2 separate regions of the Mus musculus genome follow, and region 1 is linked to region 2. Evidence: chromatin contacts called from public promoter capture Hi-C data. All regions are on one chromosome and are shown on one strand. The core of a region is the stretch at or near the end of the contact, and the rest is flanking DNA. Distances in the headings are between cores, read along the strand shown. Region 1 holds the start of Gas1 (growth arrest specific 1). Region 2 holds the start of Spock1 (sparc/osteonectin, cwcv and kazal-like domains proteoglycan 1).

Region 1 (3,720 bases), core at 1,176-3,675, 2.3 Mb after region 2:
GGATCCTTAATTCTAAGACACGTGGTGCAGAGGGATCAGAATGGTGGCAGGAAAATTAAAGGTGAAGGGTTAGGAATATAATGCAGTTGTAATTTCGGGGAAGCCCCTCCCCCCCCCAAAGGCAATCGCCAGCTCCACACTGAGCATTACCGATGGATAGATACACCAAGAGCACAGGAATGAATCGGTAAGGGGAACTTTTCTATTTACTTACGATTGCTGTGTTTCTCAGTGGTCACAAGCAATTTAAGTCGTTACCAGTACTATGTGTTCCCTCACCGGAAAACAGTTTAAAAACAAAACAAACAGACAAATAAAAACCCGGCCCCTTTGCAAACCTAATTCCCTCAACATCCCTTCTCCAAGTCCATTGGAACTTGAAAGACCCCCACCGTTCAGCACTCTGAGTCTAGGCCTCCTTTGCTTTTGCAGGGTGTCCCGAATTCTGCAGATTAGAGCTGGCAGTATAGATCAGCCGGTTATCTCTGCAGCCTGGAAAACCGCACAGAAGAGGGCCGAACATGTTGGCTGCGGTACGAGCTGGGCCCTGTCCACCCAGGAAGAGTGTGGGTCAGTGTTCCCGACCATCTCCGGTCTCCGAGCCACAGGTGCCCTGCTCGGGAACCAGCTGGGTCGTGCATACCGGCCTGGAGCAGCCTGCAGCAGGGGCGCAGGAGCTACAAGTGTGACCCGAGCAGCAGGAGCAACAGCAGCAGCAAACAGGCAAACGGGGTCCAGGCGCTTCGATTCGCCCAGTGGCCTCCACTGCCGCTGCTGCTGCTCCTGCGCCCGGGACCGTGGGGCAAGTCTCCGCGGCCGCCCGCCGCAGCAGCGCCGCCGCCCGGGCGCGCAAGGCCGTCGTCGTCGTCCAGGGGTTGCTCGCCGCCCGCGGCCCCAGCGCGCTGCTCGTCGTCATATTCTTCGTCGTAGTAGTCGTCCAGGCCCCCGTCCGAGCCGCTGCTGCCCGGACCGTTGCTCGCATCTGGGCCGAAGCACAGGCGGGCCATGTTCTCTTTGACCGATTCGCAGATGGGCCGCTCCAGCCCATCGCACACGCAGTCGTTGAGCAGCGCCGCCTTGGGCACGGCCAGCATGTCCTCGATGACCGCGCGGCACTCGTCTGTGCAGCGCAGCCCGTTGAAAAGCTTGCCGCAGTAGGCCAGGTAGCGGCTGAGCGCCAGGTTGCAGCGGCTGTCCCGGTCGCAGCGCCGCCGGGCCTCAGTGCAGCCCATGACCGAGCCCGCTCCCGCGCCCGGGCCCACGCTGCTGGTGCGCGGCAGACAGGGCTCGATGGCGCGCTTGGTGGACCTGCAGTGTTCGTCCTGCGCGCAGTCGCAGTCCTCCAGCGCGGGCCCGCGGCGCGTGTGGTTGAGCTGGATAAGCGCCGAGATGCAGTGGCTCGGGCAGCGCCAGCGCGGCGAGGACGCGGCCGAGGCGGGGAAGGCGCCGGCGGGCCCCGGAGCATCAGCCCCGCCGCGCTGCGCTAGCACCGGCGCACAAGCCTCGGCGTACTGGCTGTAGGCGTAGCTGCAGTCGGGCTCGCCCTGACACTGCAGCAGCGCCTGCCAGCAGATGAGGCGGCGGCCGTGCGCTAGCCCCGAGCCCCGCGGTGCCGAGCACAGCAGCTGCAGCAGCGCCATCAGGCACAGCAAGGCGCCCGGCAAGGTCCCCGTGCGGGCCCCGGCGCCGCCCAGCAGCGCGGCTAGCATCGCGGGCAGCAGCGGCCGCCGGACGCGGTGCGGAGCGGAGACGAGGCTCGGGTGGCGGCCGCGGGGCCGCTGGAAAAGTTTGTCCGAGTTCCGCGCACTTCTGGCATGGGCGTCCTCATCCATCCATGCCGGCGGCCCCGCGGCTGGTAAAGGCGGGTGTTCGCTCCGGCACCGCGGCCGGGGCTCCCTGAGAAGCGCGGCGACGCAGGTCCGGGTCCGGTAGACGGTTGGAGGCGCTCAGTGCCGTTCCGGGGGGACGCGGCGAAGCTGCAGGAGCGCGCGGCGCCGGGGGTGCATGGTGCTAGGCGCCTGCAGACAGTCGTGCGGCCGGCGGCTCCTCGGTTCCCGGCTCAGCGGCGCGTAGCACTTCGCAGCTCTGGCATCCCGCCTTCCCGCGGCCAGGACGCTTGGTCCCCTCCCCCTCTACCCCGGTCTGGGCCGCGCTCCGGGAAGTTCTGGGCGCCAGGCGCAGGGAGGACCCCGAAACTCGGAGCGTTTCTCTGCTCCGAGACCCGGAGCTTGGGGAGCGGATCCGCGGAGCCCGGCTGCGGACTAGCTCGCCGCGAGGCTTTAAATACAAAAGTGGGCCGGGAGCCCCCGTGTGGTGCCGCGGCGCCCCCTCATTATGCATGCATAGAAAAGCAAACAAACAAAAACATTAGCAACGCTCCTCCGGCTCGCCGAGCCCTGGCCCCGCGCGCTCCAGGCTTGCCCGCTTTCTCCTTTCTCCACTCTCCGGCGCCCTTTGCTCGGCCCCCTTCCCCGGCTTTGCGAGCTGCTATTGGTCCAGCCTGTTGTTGTTGAAACTTTTTTTTTTTTTTCCGAGCCGCTGGAGTGGGGCTGCAGAGTGGGGGAGGGCGGTGGGCAGCTCACATTCAGGCATTCAGGGCTTGAAAGGAACGGCTTAGGGAGCCTGACACAGGCCCAGCTCCTCCCACTCTTCAGGAGGCTGGGATACCGAACCCCAGCTCGCGCACAGAGCCAGCGGGCAGGGCTTAGGGCCAGCTGCCTGCATCCGGCTCAGCCACCGGCCTTTTTGTTCCCTTCCTCCGCCCCCTTTTTGTTTGGGTGGGGGGACACTTTTATTAATTCTTACTGATCCCCCATCTTTGCATCCGAGAAAGTTCGAAAGTCACTTTAATTTTCAGGCTCCTCATCTCTGAGTTCTGATCACCTCGGGGGGTATAGCGAAGGCAGGGAGTTTTGAGAATTCATTGTAAGACTTTAAAAACTTAGACACAGATTGCGCGCGCGGGCACACACGGGTTCTCTCTCTCTCTCTCTGTCTCTGTCTCTGTCTGTCTCTCTCTGTCTCTCTCTCTGTCTGTCTCTCTCTCTGTCTCTCTCTGTCTGTCTCTCTCTCTGTCTCTCTCTCTCTCTCTCTCTCTCTCTCTCTCTCTCTCTCTCTCTCTCTCTCTCTCTCACACACACACACACACACCGAGCCACCATCACAACCACGACCTCTACCACCACCACAAGAAGGACACTTTCCACCAGCTTTCAGTCCCCCTTTCCGGCAGGTAAGGCCCTCGCACTGGACATCGTTTTCAAACTAAGAAATCCAAAGAACTGAAACTATTTCTTTACTCACGATTTTTTTTTTTAAATACGAACGGCAATGACAAATCTTAGCATTAAAAACCCTGGGAATGCTGAGCGCTACCACCTGGCTGCAGTTACAGCACAGAGGACGAGGGTAAATTGACCCGCTACGTGCTTTAAACTGCACGTTTCAGTTCCTCGCTGTGTTTAAAGCAAAAGCCACCAGCAGAGCGGGCTTTGCAGTCAGAGCAGGACTCTCTCAAGCGACCTTAACTGTGGCGCAATGCAGCTTTTGGCCACTAGAGGCACCGCGAGTCTGTGGCCTGTCAAAAACTGGCTCCTTCCTCTCCCCTTTCCATGGTGAGACTATCAACTCAGTCTGTCACAAAATTTAAGGCTAAATCGCTGCTGAAGCAAAGGAAGCCCCAGCTGCAGTGCGTTCAGAAAGTGGACTGTCCACCTCTCC
Region 2 (4,015 bases), core at 115-2,614:
GCCCCCAAGACCTCCCCTCATGCCTGACCTCATGGCTTCTTAATAAATGAGCTATACACATCACTAGAGATTTTTTTTTCCTGATGCACCCAAAAGATAGCCAGATCCTGCAGCTCCCAGGACCTTCCTTCCAGGGTTTGGTAAAGTCAGTCTGCCATCAGTAGCTCTCAGACACTTGGAGAGCCCCTCTCCCCAAGCTGCTTAAGGTTTGTGCCCTGTTTCTGTGAGGACAGCTGCATCGATCCTACAAGTGCACATACCTGGAATACAGGTAACACGCAAGAGCACCCAGCCTTCCAAGTTCTCTTTAAAGTTCCTCTCAGGCTAGACGGATGCACTGTGGACCTCCATGAGAGGTTTGAACCTACCACCCCCAACCCCTACACTGGTCTCTGAGCCCCCCCCCCCCATTTTCCACCCCCAGCCGAACTCACATCTCGGAAGCGGTTCCAGTACTTGTCACGGTCATACTGGGAGACAGTGCTCAGCCACTGGTCATTGTCTAGGAAATTGGCGTTGTTGAGGGCCGCGCCACCGGCCAGCGCGTCCAGGTGCCGGCTGTCCACTTGGAGGAAGCACCACGCCGCGGCGGCCGCCGCGAGCACCGCGATCGCTGGCATCTGGGGGCAGGGCACACGGGCGTGAGCCGGTGACAACAGGGCTACCTCAAGCCCCTCACTCCCACCGGGTGTCTGGGCGCCTAGGGGCGCGCACAAGCTGCAGCGCCTGGGCTCACCGCGGGGACAGGGTGGTCCCTCTCACACCTGGGACGGAGGTTGCACCTGGAGAGCCCTTATGCATGGAAACAGCTACAAACGCAGAGCCTAGGTCACCGACTCGGGGCCGCCGTCAAACTACTGAAGACCCTCTCACCGGCTCTCCGTTGTGGGGCTCCAGTACATCTCCCCCAAAACCCGGATGCTCAATGTGCCAGCCGCACTCCCACAGACGGGCCCCACAGCTCTGGTGTAGGGATAGGGATAACGGCGCTCTGAGCATCATCCCAGGCTCTGGCAGACGGGGGCTTTGGGGTGCCCTCAAGCCGGGCTTCCCGTTCCCAGCTAAGGCAAAGGTCTCTCTGCTCCCGGCCCGCGGCTTCTGCGCAACAGGGACACGCAGAAATGCCCCCAGGCCCTGACCCTGCCAGCCCGGGAGATGGCCTCAGGAAGGTCCCAACTACGCCAAATATGCCAAGTTGGGGCTCAGTGTTCTGCGGACACGTACCTTGGGAGCCCGCCCGAGTCCCGGCGCCCGAGTTGCTGGGGTTCCTGTACCGCGGTGGCTGGGAAGGCTGATGCCCGGCTCGTTCCCTTGCGCACCTGCCGCCGCCGCGCGTCCGGCCGCTTTGTGAGCCCGCAGCGCTCTGGCTCGTCTCGGGCGCGGCGTCCGCGGGCGGAGAAGCCTGAGCTCCTAGCCGAGGCCTCTGGCGCCCCCTGGCGGCTACTTGGCGCTCAGCGGTCCCATCCGGGAGCGTGATTCATTCGCAGCTCTACAGGGCTGACACAGATTTCAAGCTCAGGGAAATGATGTTAGAAGGCCAAGAAGTCGCCAGTGTTGAGGGACTCTCAACGAGTAAGTGCTTGGGACACCCGTCTCAGAATCTCTACGGTGGAGAGAGGAGACTCTCTCCAAGAGTCGGCCCTTTAAATGAGTCCCTGTTGCGTCTTGTGCACAGACAATATTTAGGTGAACTTCTCTACTCCCTGGTTCAAGCCATACACCCAGCATCTCTAAGTCTGATCTCCAACCAGAGCCACCCCTAAGAGTCCTGTGGAACCGACCTCCAGCTTCAAGCACGGACAGAAGGAGAAAGCTGGCCTTGACCCAGCCCTCTCTTCTCTTTCCAAATACTCAGCGTGTTTGGTTTAATAGGGGTGGGAGCGACTTAACAGGTGCATCGCTGCCTACTTCTTGGCACAGCTATAGCCTATAGCCCTGAACACACACACACACACACACACACCAAACTCAAAACCCTTCAGGACACTTCCCTGAGAAACACCCAAACCCTAGTCCCCTGCACACCTGGTCCTTGCCCTCTTACCCTTCTGCCTCTGTTTGCCCCCACCCACCCACCCACCCCTGCCTTCTTGTCCCCACTTTCTACACAGGCTAGCCTTGGGGTCAGACCCCAGTGGCAAGGGCTCCTCCAGGCCTGGGATCACTTTGCCCCTGGGCAGACTTGAGCTACCAGAATATCTGAATGCATTCTGCAGCTGCCTCATCTCCATTTGTTCCGAGATTTGTGGTCCCTGTGATTCAGGCCAGGACCTCGGTGACACTGCCCTGAGAACTCAGTGTTTCTCCAGCTGCAAGCTCACTGCGCTTAAGGTCACTTATGGCAAGCGTGACCTTCCCGTGGGCTGGAACTCTCTGACAGTGCGATCTGCCTTGCTCTCAGCAGCTGCACCAGTCATGACACACCACCAACAGTCAGTATCAGAGGGATCCTGAGCCCTGCTTTTCAATATGCCACCACGATGATGTGGCCGGTTGTGAGTCGTGCTGTAATAATTGGGCAGATGGCATGGTTTAAGCATGTGAATTGCAGTTCTTGTGCATTCTGGGAGGCCTTAGTACAGGAGAAGTGGAGTCTTTTTTTTTCATGTTGGGGAAACACCTCACCCAGAGAGTATCTTATCACGGGGATGAACACAGTGAGTATCTGATGTCATAGCTGGAGAGAGAGAGGCTTGGGATAGTGAGAGGAATGCATCTCATTTCAAGAGAAACTTATGTGCCAAGTTGGGGCTCAGTGTTCTGCGGACACGTACCTTAGGAGCCCGCCCAAGTCCCAGGACCGCAGTACCGTGGCTGGGAAGGCAGCTGCCCGGCTTGTTCCCCTGCGCACCTGCCGCCGCAGCCGCCGCCTTTGTCCCGCGCTCTAGCTCACATACGGGCCTGTGCAAGCATTACCTCTCATTCCCCAGCCATGTTTTGTCAGCACCCCTGTTCTGAAGAGTCACACCCGATGTCATTTTTGCCTCCTCATAACCAGTTCTTTCATCAAGCCATCTTAATCTACCTTTGAGTTAAGTGATTGGCCACACCAGCCGCCTGCCCTGCTCAAGCCTGGGCTCTTTCTATGAACTCCTGCAGCATGGCCATTCCTGGCTCTTCAGTCGTCACGGATCATCTTTTCCAGTCGTCACGGATCTTTTTTTGTTTTGTTTTGTTTTGTTTTGTTTTGTTTTGTTTTGTTTTTCGAGACAGGATTTCTCTGTATAGCTCTGGCTGTCCTGGAACTCACTCTGTAGACCAGGCTGGCCTCGAACTCAGAAATCCGCCTGCCTCTGCCTCTGCCTCTGCCTCTGCCTCTGCCTCTGCCTCTGCCTCTGCCTCTGCCTCTGCCTCTGCCTCTGCCTCTGCCTCTGCCTCTGCCTCTGCCTCTGCCTCTGCCTCTGCCTCTGCCTCTGCCTCTGCCTCTGCCTCTGCCTCTGCCTCTGCCTCTGCCTCTGCCTCTGCCTCTGCCTCTGCCTCTGCCTCTGCCTCTGCCTCTGCCTCTGCCTCTGCCTCTGCCTCTGCCTCTGCCTCTGCCTCTGCCTCTGCCTCTGCCTCTGCCTCTGCCTCTGCCTCTGCCTCTGCCTCTGCCTCTGCCTCTGCCTCTGCCTCTGCCTCTGCCTCTGCCTCTGCCTCTGCCTCTGCCTCTGCCTCTGCCTCTGCCTCTGCCTCTGCCTCTGCCTCTGCCTCTGCCTCTGCCTCTGCCTCTGCCTCTGCCTCTGCCTCTGCCTCTGCCTCTGCCTCTGCCTCTGCCTCTGCCTCTGCCTCTGCCTCTGCCTCTGCCTCTGCCTCTGCCTCTGCCTCTGCCTCTGCCTCTGCCTCTGCCTCTGCCTCTGCCTCTGCCTCCCGAGTGCTGGGATTGAAGGCGTGCGTGTGCCACCACTCCCGGCGTCACGGATCATCTTCCTGTACCGGAGCCTCAGCCACACCTTACTATTCCACCTTAGCATCCTTCCCCTAGGCATCTGCAATCCCTTGTGGCCCCTGCTGAGAGTCTGTAAGTCAACCCCCCACC

The links. Capture Hi-C pulls out chosen DNA fragments and counts their contacts.
Region 1: a promoter capture Hi-C map of liver shows a contact between it and region 2, with 3 times the contacts expected there. The contact joins the promoter of Gas1 here to the promoter of Spock1 in region 2.

What each region holds. Positions count from the first base shown.
Region 1 is chr13:60,175,110-60,178,829 of GRCm38.p6, forward strand. Gas1 (growth arrest specific 1) reads right to left here and starts at 2,426. Exons shown (of 1, transcript NM_008086.2): 1 at 1-2,426. The coding sequence starts at 1,832. The coding sequence ends at 678.
Region 2 is chr13:57,906,968-57,910,982 of GRCm38.p6, forward strand. Spock1 (sparc/osteonectin, cwcv and kazal-like domains proteoglycan 1) reads right to left here and starts at 1,365. Exons shown (of 12, transcript NM_009262.3): 1 at 1,225-1,365; 2 at 435-620. The coding sequence starts at 620.